3 separate regions of the Macaca mulatta genome follow, and regions 1 and 2 are each linked to region 3. Evidence: chromatin contacts called from public Hi-C data. All regions are on one chromosome and are shown on one strand. The core of a region is the stretch at or near the end of the contact, and the rest is flanking DNA. Distances in the headings are between cores, read along the strand shown.

What was found. A called contact is a pair of places that touch in the nucleus more often than the background predicts.
Region 1: a Hi-C map of cortical neurons shows a contact between it and region 3, with 4 times the contacts expected there. The contact joins the promoter of TMEM214 here to the promoter of KHK in region 3. A contact is called at or near these places in 4 of 14 Hi-C or Micro-C datasets (CD4 T cells, blood, cortical neurons and 1 more).
Region 2: a Hi-C map of liver shows a contact between it and region 3, with 2.1 times the contacts expected there. The contact joins the promoter of AGBL5 here to the promoter of KHK in region 3. A contact is called at or near these places in 4 of 14 Hi-C or Micro-C datasets (CD4 T cells, blood, fetal cortex germinal zone and 1 more).

What each region holds. Positions count from the first base shown.
Region 1 is chr13:97,966,438-97,970,104 of T2T-MMU8v2.0, reverse strand. It overlaps TMEM214 (transmembrane protein 214), which reads left to right and starts at 2,265. Exons shown (of 16, transcript XM_077959939.1): 1 at 2,265-2,499; 2 at 3,395-3,594. The coding sequence starts at 2,355.
Region 2 is chr13:97,947,514-97,951,006 of T2T-MMU8v2.0, reverse strand. AGBL5 (AGBL carboxypeptidase 5) reads left to right here and starts at 1,900. Exons shown (of 16, transcript XR_003721820.2): 1 at 1,900-2,030; 2 at 3,382-3,493. It overlaps TRNAA-AGC (transfer RNA alanine (anticodon AGC)), which reads left to right and starts at 1,693; the gene lies at 1,693-1,765. TRNAY-GUA (transfer RNA tyrosine (anticodon GUA)) reads left to right here and starts at 1,269; the gene lies at 1,269-1,358. It overlaps LOC144333855 (a long non-coding RNA gene), which reads right to left and starts at 547. Exons shown (of 3, transcript XR_013402950.1): 1 at 509-547; 2 at 71-240.
Region 3 is chr13:97,912,523-97,916,543 of T2T-MMU8v2.0, reverse strand. KHK (ketohexokinase) reads left to right here and starts at 2,070. Exons shown (of 8, transcript XM_077959977.1): 1 at 2,070-2,733. The coding sequence starts at 2,642. It overlaps EMILIN1 (elastin microfibril interfacer 1), which reads left to right. Exons shown (of 8, transcript NM_001260908.1): 6 at 368-385; 7 at 537-674; 8 at 1,065-1,761. The coding sequence ends at 1,402.

The sequences.
Region 1 (3,667 bases), core at 1,016-3,515, 53 kb before region 3:
AGCGGGAGCGAGCAAGCGAGCGAGAGAGAGAGAGGTGCTGGGGAGGTGCCACACACTTTTAAATGACCAGATCTCATGAGAACTGGGATCCACCATGAGGGATCCACCACCATTATCCAAACACTTCCCACCAGGCCCCACTGCCAGCACTGCGGATTACAATTCAACATGAGATTTGGGCAGAGACAAAAATCCAAACTGTATCAAACCTCATCACCTCCAAAGTCCCATCAAGCATTGTCCCATTGAACTGCTTCCAGTTTACCAACCCTCTAGGCCTTTGTTTTACATCAACAGATCCACACAACTGGCATTTTCTCTCCACCCACCCTAATCCTCAGCCAGTGAAAATTCAATTTTGTTTTTTGTTGTTGTTGTTTTGTTGTTTGGGGTTTGAGATGGAGTTTAGCTTTTGTTGCCCAGGTTGGAGTGCAGTGGCACAGTCTGGGCTCACTGCAACCTCTACCTCCCAGGTTCAAGCGATTATCCTGTCTCAGCCTCTTAAGCCGCTGAGATTATAGGTATGTGCCAGCATGCCCAGCTAATTTTTTGTATTTAGTAGAGACGGGGTTTCACCATGTCGGCCTGGCTGGTGACCTCAAGTGATACCCACCTCGGCCTCCTGAAGTGCTGGGATTACAGGTGTGAGCCACGGCGCCCAGCGAACCAATGAAAATTCTATTTCTCAGAACCCATCTCAGCTGCTGTCTCCTTCCAGAAGCTAATCTCCTTCCTAAAGAATTCATCACTCCCTCAGCTGTTCATCCTGTAGGAATTTGGACTCTCATAGTTCTTACCATAATACCTCAGTATGGCAGATAGGAATCTCATCCTCACACACAGTTGTATATGAAATAGCACATTTCTTTAATTGTGATAAGTCACTTCGATTTTCTCTTCCCTCATTCTCCTCTGCTGGCATGCTTCAAGGTTCTGAAGGCTCCCAAGATACTAACACCCTCCACATGGATGTCTGAGCAGGAACCTGTCTGCAAATGCCTCAAGTCTGGGGCTCTCCATCGCTTCCCTGACACATCTGGAACTTGGGACTGACTCTTGTGGTGGGAGGCAGAGCCTGTTCTTTCCCATTGCCTGGAAGGGGAAACCCGGCCCTAGCTGTCCCAGACCCCCAAACTTTTCTCAGCCTCCATGAGAAGAACTCGGAGGCCAGGAGCAGTGGCTCACTCCTGTAATCCCAGCACTTTGGGAGGCTGAGGAGGGTGGATCACTGAGCCCAGGAGTTTGAGATCAGCCTGGGCAACACAGCAAAACCCTGTCTCTACAAAAAATACCAAAGATTAGCCGGGCGTGGTGGTGGGTCAGGTGATCCGTGGCGGTGGATCAACCGAGCCCTGGAAGTCGAGGCTGCGGTGAGTTGTGATCGTGCCACTGAACTCCAGCCTGGGTGACAAAGCAAGATCCTGTCTCAAAAAATAAAAATAAAAATAAAAGAAGTATTCTCCATTCTCCACTTCCTACCCCAGCTCCCCAACACTCTGCCCTTTCCTCAAGCCTCCATCCTCTTCCTTGTTCTTTGGCAATAGATTTGTATAGCCCATTAAACCCGAAGTTTAATCACTAGCAGCAGTAAAGCCAGCACTTTCCTAGAAGAAAGGAAGCATTCAATCTTCAAACTCTCCCCAGAGATGAGGAGCACTACTTCCATCCCATCCTTCCAGCTGTACCAGAAAGGAAAGAAAAGCAGTGGCTGGGCGCCGCAGCTCACGCCTGTAATCCCAGGACTTTGGGAGGCCGAGGCGGGTGGATCACTTTAGGTCAGGAGTTCGAGACCAGCCTAGCCACCATGGCGAAACCCCGTCTCTACCAAAAATACAAAAATTAGCTGGGCGTGGCGGCGGGAGCCTGTAGTCCCAGCTACTCGGGAGGCTGAGGCACGAGAGTCGCTTAAACCTGGGAGGCGGAGGTTACAGTGAGCTGGGGTCGCGCTACTGCATTCCAGCCTGGGCATTCCAGCCTGGGCGACAGAGCGAGACCCTGTCAATCAATCGATCAATCAATTGATCAATAAAGGAAACAAAAACAGAAACAGTTCTACCAAGTCTCTCGATGCCGTGGCGTTCACATCGGCGCTCAGTGAACGTTCTCAGAAGGGAATCTCCTCTCCTTCCGGCCTCTTCGCCTGGACGGGGACCGCAGGCTGCCACGGGAGCCTCTTCCAGTCGCTCCTCGCCCGAAAGAGCCCGGCCCAGGAGAGGGACTACAAGTCCCAGGCTGCCTTGCGGCGGGCGCTGGGCGCCGGGCGCGCGGTCCTGCGAGGAGACGTGGCAGAGTGCGGCGCGCCAGCGCCGGGCCGGAAAGCAGGGGAAGTGGCCGAGGCGGGAGGGCTCCGAGCCATGGCGGCCAAGACGGCGGGCGTGGGGCGCTGGGAGGTGGTGAAGAAGGGCCGGCGGCCTGGGGCCGGCGCTGGCGGCCGAGGCGGCGGCGGGAACCGCCGGGCGCTCGGGGAAGCAAATGGAGTGTGGAAATACGACCTGACCCGTGAGTACCCACCCTGCCTGGCGCGTACCCAGGGCCTGTCCGGCAGGGTCGCAGCGAGCCGCTCCCAGAACCTGGGCGCGAGCTCGCAGGCACATCCCGGAGCGCCACCCTTGCTTTGTCTTTTTGGAGCCTTACGGGAGGCGGACAGCTCCAGGGGAGGTTGCGGTCCTTACCTCCCAGATGAGTAAACTGAGGCCCAGTGAAGTTGGACACCCTGGCCAGGGTCATGTGTCAGAGGGGCCAGGATTCCGGTCCTCAGACTCTCAGTTCACTGCACACACTCTCCCAGCTGCCCAGGAACCTAGCCGGCCTCCCTGGGCAGGTGTCTGAGCTGGGAAGAGGCACTCTGGATCATTATACACAGTGCCCCCTCTTTAAGTAACCAGTCATGGAGGAAGGGACAGGAGGCCAAGCAGTGGGAGAAATGAGTGCCACACACTCAACACTCACCAGGAATTATAAGTGACACCTGGTTCTTCCACTGAGGAGTGGAGAAAGATTGCCACTTGTTGATTATAGAGTTGTCATGTCGGAACCAAGAGGCGTTAGGGTAGGACCAAGATGGAAAAAGCCTGCCTTTCCAGACTAGTAGCCACTCACCGAATAAGGCAGACCTCTATATCCAGCCTCTCTGCTTGTTCCTACATACTCTGATTTGTCTAATAAAGAACTGCCCCATCTTTATGAAAGAGCCCATAGACTCAAGAGCTGTAACGAAAGAAACTACCAGGAGAACACCCTGCCCTGCTCTTTAAGCAGCCCAAGAGGAAGGGGCTTTGAGACAGGCTCTTCCCTGGAGATTAATTAGGTGGCAGTGTGGGGAAAGGGACCACTGATAGGTGAGGCCTTGGGGACTCAAGGGTGGCCTGCCTTTCTCTACCTATCTTCACCTCAGCTCCAATCCAGACCACAAGCACCCTTTATGAGCGGGGCTTTGAGAATATCATGAAGCGGCAGAATAAGGAGCAGGTCCCACCCCCTGCTGTGGAGCCTAAGAAACCAGGGAACAAGAAGCAGCCAAAGAAGGTGGCAACTCTTCCCAACCAAAACCAGAAGCAGGGCCGCTTCCGCAGCCTGGAGGAAGCACTGAAAGCTGTGAGTGTGCCTAGACATGACACGCAGAAAGAATGGGGGCTTGAGATGTAGAGAAGATGAGAGGAGGAGGCGG
Region 2 (3,493 bases), core at 651-3,150, 35 kb before region 3:
GATATAAAGCTCAGCCCGAGAGAACCCATCAAATGTTGGAGCTGCAAGGGGCTAGAAAGCATCACCAGACCTGGATTCGCGGGCGATGTTGGCTCAAGGTAGCACAGGACGTTGGCTCAGAGCTGGAAATTGAGGCCAGGTCTCCCGGCAGACCCACCCCACAGGACGACCAAGCAGGGCTTCACAGAGGAGTTGAGGTTTAGGTTTATATCTGTTGTTGAAAACCCGGTGAGCAAAAGACTGTGGAAAAAACACACGGAAAAGACAGGCGAAGGTGTGAGCTGGCTAGTGACAGAGAAGGGGGAACCCGTGGGGTCACTCCTTGACCCCACGCAGGACACTTAGACATCCACAGTGCCGGGGGAGAGGCCCCAGACGGGGCAGAAGACCCTTCCCCGGCCCTGGGGAACCCAAGATTTCCGAGAGTAAACGGACCTGTGCAAAAACCCACAAGGGAGACCAGTGGCCTGTGCCGGGCACTGCAAGGCCGCCCCGACCCCGACCTCACATGGGTCTCGGAGGCTTCAGGGACCCACCGGGCCGCGCGCCCCCCACCATCCCAGGTCTACCGCAGGGGAATCCTCCAGGCTTGCGAGCGCTTCCTAGGGCAGGAAAGCTTGTGCTGCAGCCCCGCCGCCCTCTCCCGGCGCGTAGCCCCCTCCCCGAGCCTTCGGGCCACGCAGCCAGGCCCGCGATCCCAGGGCGGCCCATGGGGGTCGGCGCCGCCGGATCCCGCGCCGCGCCGAAGCCTGCAGCGCCCCGCGGTCGCCGTCTCTTGCACTGGTCAGGATGAATAGAGCCTGACAAAACCTGAGTTAATTGGCCGAGCGAATGTCCTTCGCGTCAGGAGAACACACCCGGAGAAGCCGAGGGAAATGTGGAGCAGGAGCAGCCAAAGTGGCCCATCGGCTCTCGAGCAGGGTTTGCGCGTCGCGGTCGCAAAGCTCCGTGAGTGCAGGCACCGCGGCACAAGCGCTGCCCCGGAGCTCCAGGAGGCGGCGGCGGGCTGGGCGTTCGCGATCCTGGAGAAACGACCGCGGGGCGTTGGGAGCATTTTGTTAAAAAGCCGGGAAGCTCAGGGCCGGTGTGGCCTTCGTTCTGGGCTGAGAACCCGAACTTTGGGCAGCTTCCTTTCCTTGCCTTTGGGAGTCCGTCTTCTTCAGCTCTGTGAGGCCCCAGCAGGTTCCTTTAGCGGGAGAAGTCAGTGGTCATGGCTGGATGAGATTGTGGTATTAGAGGGCTGTCAGCAACACCTTATCACAGCGGAGCCTTCGATAGCTCAGTTGGTAGAGCGGAGGACTGTAGTGGATGGAACTGTGGTAATCCTTAGGTCGCTGGTTCGATTCCGGCTCGAAGGACTTCGTGTACCATTTTTAGCCTCAATTTAATTAAATTGTCTCAAAGGGAAAGGCTTAGAGGCCTCCTGTGACTTAGCATGAGTACTGCTCTTAGACCAAAGGACTCACAGTAGTATGTAGTATACGGTAACGCTCTTTGTGCGTTCAGTGTAAATGTGGTAACGTGTTTTAGAATAAGGTTTTCTGCTTAAGCACACAATTATATGCCTGACTTTTAGAATCTTGCATATGGATGATACTATGCTAAATAAATGTCCTGAACTGCGGTTGATCCGCTGGTCAGTGAACTGTGCAGTGAACCTGTAAGGCAAAGGGAAAGAAACCAGCAGCAGGCGGGGGATTAGCTCAAATGGTAGAGCGCTCGCTTAGCATGCGAGAGGTAGCGGGATCGATGCCCGCATCCTCCACTTCGCATTTTGCGTCTCTCACACTAGAGAACACAAAATGGAGGGATCCCCAGCGCAATGGGCAAGGTGTTTCATTTTAGAGATACAAGACTGTTAAGCGATAAGGAGCTTCACACGATGTTTTTATTTCGCAGTTGAGTCCCAGTTTCTGCCACTTTATCTTTCCCGCCTCCTGGCAGGCAGGCCGTTAACCGTCTTCCGGGAAGACGCCGCTAGAATCCTCCGGCCGCGCCTGGCCGCCAGTCCCCAAACGACACTCGCTCAGGTACCCACTAACGTGCGAGGAACCCTGCGAGCTGACCAATGGTAGTGAGCTTTACTGGGCGGGTCGCCAGCTGCAGCCGCGGCCAATAGGCGAGAGACTTCTTGTTTCCTGGCAGAGCGGGGTCCCGGCACCGCGGCGCTCGGGTGTTTTTGGGGGCCCGGGTGGAGGGCCCGGGTGCCGGGGCCCGAGGTGCGGCCTCGCTAGCGGGAGAGGGAGCGGGATCACCGGCCCGGAGAGAGGTGAGGGGCTCTGCGCGGACTACGGGCCTCGCCAGCCCCGGCCCCGCCAGCCCCGGCCCCGCCCCCTTCTCTCAGCCCCTTCAGCCCAAGCCCTTCGAAGGCCACCCCGCCCCCGCCCCCCTCCCCCGCCCTGGCTTCCGCGGTGCCAACCCCGCGCAGCTCCGTGGCCTCACCTCTGACTCCTAGGCCCTCCCTGCCCAACCCCCTGCCGCGGGAGGTCGTCTCGACCCCTCCCATGCCTCCCAGTCCCACCCTGCCCAGGACAAGCCCGCTCGGTGTGAACGGTTCCCCGCGAGTCGAGGGTGGAGAAGCCAGCCTCCTGCCCCCGAGTGGTACTCTAGCAGCCCACCTCTTTTAGGGGTGCTCAGAACACCCATTACTCATCCACAACTACTAGGGTAGCTTTCGCAGGGTGCAGTGCTTACGGGGCGGAAGGGTTTGGAAACATCCCCATGCCCTGGCTGGAATGGAGCTCCTGTCGCTAGGTGAGCCCAGTAGCCTTTGGCTTGGCAGAGGCCACGCTGTTATAATTTTCCTCCATACTAGGCATAAGGTAGTAACAAAAAAGGAAGAACCAGCCCTTACAGGGCTCAGGGGAGCAACACGAGAATGTCCGCTCAGTACTTGAGGACAGAGGCTGGAGAGAGGACTACCCATTTACACTCAGAACCTCCGTTCCTCTCTCTGCTCTGTGCTGGAGAGTGCAGAGCCAGAGATCCAGAACGGCCCATCTCTAAAGGTGGCCATGTATGGTGGTGAGTGTATCTTGGCTAGGTTTGGGAAATCCGACCTCTCTGATTATATTCTCTAATCTTTGGGCTGCAAAGCAGCTGAGAGTTTAGTATTTTTCAACATAGTTAAGCCACTGTGTTTTATTTGGGAACAGCCAAGCTAAAGTAAAATGTGGTCCCTTTAGGTCATTTACAACCCTTAGTGTTGAAGTACAGAGTGCTGCTCTCTCTTGGCCTTTGCTGGAAGACCACTTCTGTGTTTTCTAAGATGGAGAGAGCCTTTTGTTTCATAGGGCACTCCCTAAGAATAGCTCTTATTTATCCAGAGATACCCAGAAAACTCTTCCCTTTCCTCTTTAACCTAACCCTGTTTTTCCCCAGCTCTCAGGGCCAGAGCGGGGCAAGAGGATGCTTTCCCAGCCCCACCATGGAGCTGCGCTGTGGGGGATTGCTGTTCAGTTCTCGCTTTGATTCAGGGAATCTAGCCCACGTG
Region 3 (4,021 bases), core at 821-3,320:
TCTGAACTTGACAAGGGGAATTGGGTCCTACTTGACTGATAGGGAAAATCAGAGGAAAGTGAGGAGGAACTGTGATAGTCACTGTGTTTGGTTAATGGGTAATAGGAGGCTAATGGATAATGTTGGCCCCACTGCAGTACTGGAGACTAAAGCTGAGTCTATTATGGCTGACTGGGGTGTGAAAAGCTGGGATGGCCCAGCAGTTGAACAGAATGGACCCTACCTATTCCTATTTTTCTTGATACCCCAATTCCTTCTTTGAAGTCCATGTAGCACCCAGCACAACAGGAGAGCCTCAGCAGATGTTTGCTGAGTGACTTAGTGAGAGCTGCTTTACTTCTCACTGCTCCCTTTCCTCTTCTCACAGGTCCTCAAGGTGAACAGGGTGAGTGCCTTTCATTTGATTCTTGGGGGAGAAGCGACTAGGGGTTGGAGGATGGAGGTCCTCGGGCAGCCCTGGGCTGGGGATCCAGCAGGGGAAGGGGGCTGGCACTCTGCCCTGAGCATCCCCTTTAACACCCACCCTTCCTGCTCAGGAGTGGAGGGGGCACCAGCAGCCCCTGTGCCCCGAGTGGCATTTTCAGCTGCCCTGAGTTTGCCCCGGTCTGAACCAGGCACGGTCCCCTTCGACAGAGTCCTGCTCAATGATGGAGGCTATTATGATCCAGAGACAGGTAGGCCTGGGAGGGGCTGGGTTGAACAGTTGGAGAAATGGGTAAGGTGTGCAGTGTTATCTTCCCATTCTTGCCTCTTCCGACAGTGTGAATCTTTTCATTCTCTGATTTGGGGAGACCTCGGCTCTTTCTTCATTTATTCATTCTCAGCCAGTGGGGAGAAGTAGTAGTCATTCATTCATTCATTCATTCAGCAGATCTCTACTGGGGTCTGCTCCTGCCCAGGCACTGTTTTAAGGGCTGGGGATGCATAGTGAACAAAGCCCCAAGTTCCCTGCTGCTTGCATTCCAGTGAGGGGAAAAGACCCAGCGGGTCCCTCCAGAGTCCAGGAGTTCTGGTGCGCTCCCCGGAGCTTCCCTGGCCCCCCTGACTGCTATCCTTGTTCCCAGGCGTGTTCACAGCGCCACTGGCCGGACGCTACTTGCTGAGCGCGGTGCTGACTGGGCACCGGCACGAGAAAGTGGAGGCCGTGCTGTCCCGCTCCAACCAGGGCGTGGCCCGCGTAGACTCCGGCGGCTACGAGCCCGAGGGCCTGGAGAATAAGCCGGTGGCCGAGAGCCAGCCCAGCCCGGGCACCCTGGGCGTCTTCAGCCTCATCCTGCCGCTGCAGGCCGGGGACACGGTCTGCGTCGACTTGGTCATGGGGCAGCTGGCGCACTCGGAGGAGCCGCTCACCATCTTCAGCGGGGCCCTGCTCTATGGGGACCCAGAGCTTGAACACGCGTAGACTGGGGTCCCGCCCGACGTGTCTACGCCGGCTGAAGAGACAGCGGGGGCGGCAGGCTCCCGGGGTCCCGCCTGGGACGCAGCACCCAGCCCTGGGCGAGCGCCGCACCCGGGCCCGCAGCGGCACCGCGCCCAGAGGGGCCTCTCCCCAGGCCCGGGGCGCGCCGGCTCAGGGAGGCCCGGGGCCGCCCATGGAGACTTTTGGCCTGGCGCGATACCTCCGGAACCCCTCCAGGGCCGGCCTGCGGAAGAGCCGATCCTCGCACCCTCCGCTCCCTCCAGTGGCCCTCCAGGCAGAGTCCCTGGGGCTCCAGGCTCCCCCGCGCGGGCGCCGCCCACCGCCGTACTAAACGATCCAGGAATAAAGACACTTGGTTTTTCTAAAAAAAACTAAACGAACCGTTCTGCTCCGGTACGGGGTCGGGGGCTGCCAGGCGTGCACAGGGCACGGGGCGGGAGAGACCGTGGCCTCCGGAGGGAACCCCGGGTACCGCACTGCGCTCGCCGCCTCCGCCCGGCTCGGGGCTGCTGGCGGTTGGCTCAGGCAGCAAGCGGCGCCTGCCCCGCTTCTGCGACATCTCCCTAGCGTCCCGCCCATTTCGCCGGCGTCCGCCAGGGGGCGCTCGGCGTTCCCGCCACGTGAGGCTGCCGCCCACCCGGCGGGTCCCGCTGCTCCGCGGCGGAGGCGTGGCCTCGGCTGGGACTAACCCGGGCGGGGCCGGGCAGCCGCGACCACGGTCTTCAGGCAGGGCTGCAGATGCAGGCCCAGCTCTACCTCGCGGGCCCAGGGTCGGGAGTCCGAGACGCAGGTGCAGCAGAGGGCGGGGCACGTAGCGCATTTCCAGCGCATTTTCTCTTTGCATTCTCGAGATCGCTTAGCCGCGCTTTAGAAAGGTTTGCATCAGCTCCGAGTCCATCTGACAAGCGAGGAAACTGAGGCTGAGAAGTGGGAGGCGTTGCCATCTGCAGGCCCAGGCAACCTGCTACGGGAAGACCGGGGGCCAAGACCTCCGGGTTGGCTTTCCCAGGCCAGCTTGGGTCTTCGGGTGTCGGGAGCAAAGGCCCAGCTCCTTTCGTTTCCTGCACCCCTCGCCGCTGCAGGTGGCTCCCTGGAGGAGGAGCTCCCACGCGGAGGAGGAGCCAGGGCAGCTGGGAGCGAGGACACCATCCTCCTGGATAACAGGCAGAGGCCGGGAGGAACCCGTCAGTCGGGCGGGCAGGAAGCTCTGGGATCAGCCTCATGGAAGAGAAGCAGATCCTGTGCGTGGGGCTAGTGGTGCTGGACGTCATCAGCCTGGTGGACAAGTACCCTAAGGAGGACTCAGAGATAAGGTAGGGGCGCCCAGGTCCCCTAGGGGACCCCAGCGGCTGCTGCAGTCCAGCATTTGTGCCAGCGACCGAGGCTGCAGAGACCCCGCAGTGAGGCCCTGAGAGCCCAGCTTCAAGGCCGGACCGGCGCCCTCTACCCGGGAGTCCTGGGGGGGCTCCCAGTATGAGAGAAGAGAGGAAGGAATGAGGTCTTTAATAAGACGACCCAGGATTTAATAGCATTGTGTTAGCCAATTTCCATTTCAACTTAGGGACGGTGTCAGGCATCAGGATCCCCATTTTACTGATAAGCAAGTATAGATTCAGAGACGAAGGGGCTTATCCAGGGGCACACAGCTACCAAGGTGCAGGACCCGTTTCCTGCTTCTGCTGCTTCTTTTTAAACCCACTTGCCTCTCATCAACATTTACTTCTAACTTATTTATCACACATATCTCGCACCTATTCCTGAGAAAGATTTGAGGTAGTTTACAGTAAAAAGTATGTACAGTTACACTGTTGCAGAACATTTAAGACCGTGGTATTTGAGCTTTGACTATAGCTCAGAGCTTGCTGGTACTGGAGGCAAACATGAGATGTCATGGTTTATGTATGGATAGAACTGATTCATGAGCCCCAGCAAGCTTTTTCCTGGTGCTAAATTCCAAGAGGAGTTTACCAGAAGTCCTCTTCACAAAGGTCAGTGAACACTGTTTAGTAGTGGAAACATCCTTCTCAGTTGTCTGCTGGAAACTGAAGTCACTTGTTGGTTCTTTTTTTTTTTTTTGAGACAGGGTTTCATTGTGTCCTCCAGGCTGGAGTGCAGTGGCGGCGCAACCATGCTCACTGCAGCCTTGACCTCCCAGACTCAAGTGATCCTCCCACCTCAGCCTCCTGAGTAGCTGGGACTACACACGCACGTCACCGTCAGAGCTGTATTTTAAATTTTGTGTAGGGATGGTTTCTCACTATGTTGATCAGGGTGGTCTTGAGCTCCTGGGCTCAAGCAGTCCTCCTGCCTTGACCTCTCAAAGTGCTGGGATTACAGGCGTGAGCCACTGCATCCAGCTGATTTGTTGGTTCTTTTTCTTTTTGAGATGGAGTCTCGCTCTGTTGCCCAGGATGGAATGCAGTGGCACGATCTTGGCTCACTGCAACCTCCGCCTCCTGGATTCAAGCAATTCTCCTGCCTCAACCTCCTGGGTAGCTGGGATTACAGGCATATGCCATCATGCCCGGCTTTTTGTTTGTTTGTTTGCTTTTGGTTTTTTTTTTGTAGAGACAGGGGTTTTCTTTGTAGAGACATGTTGGC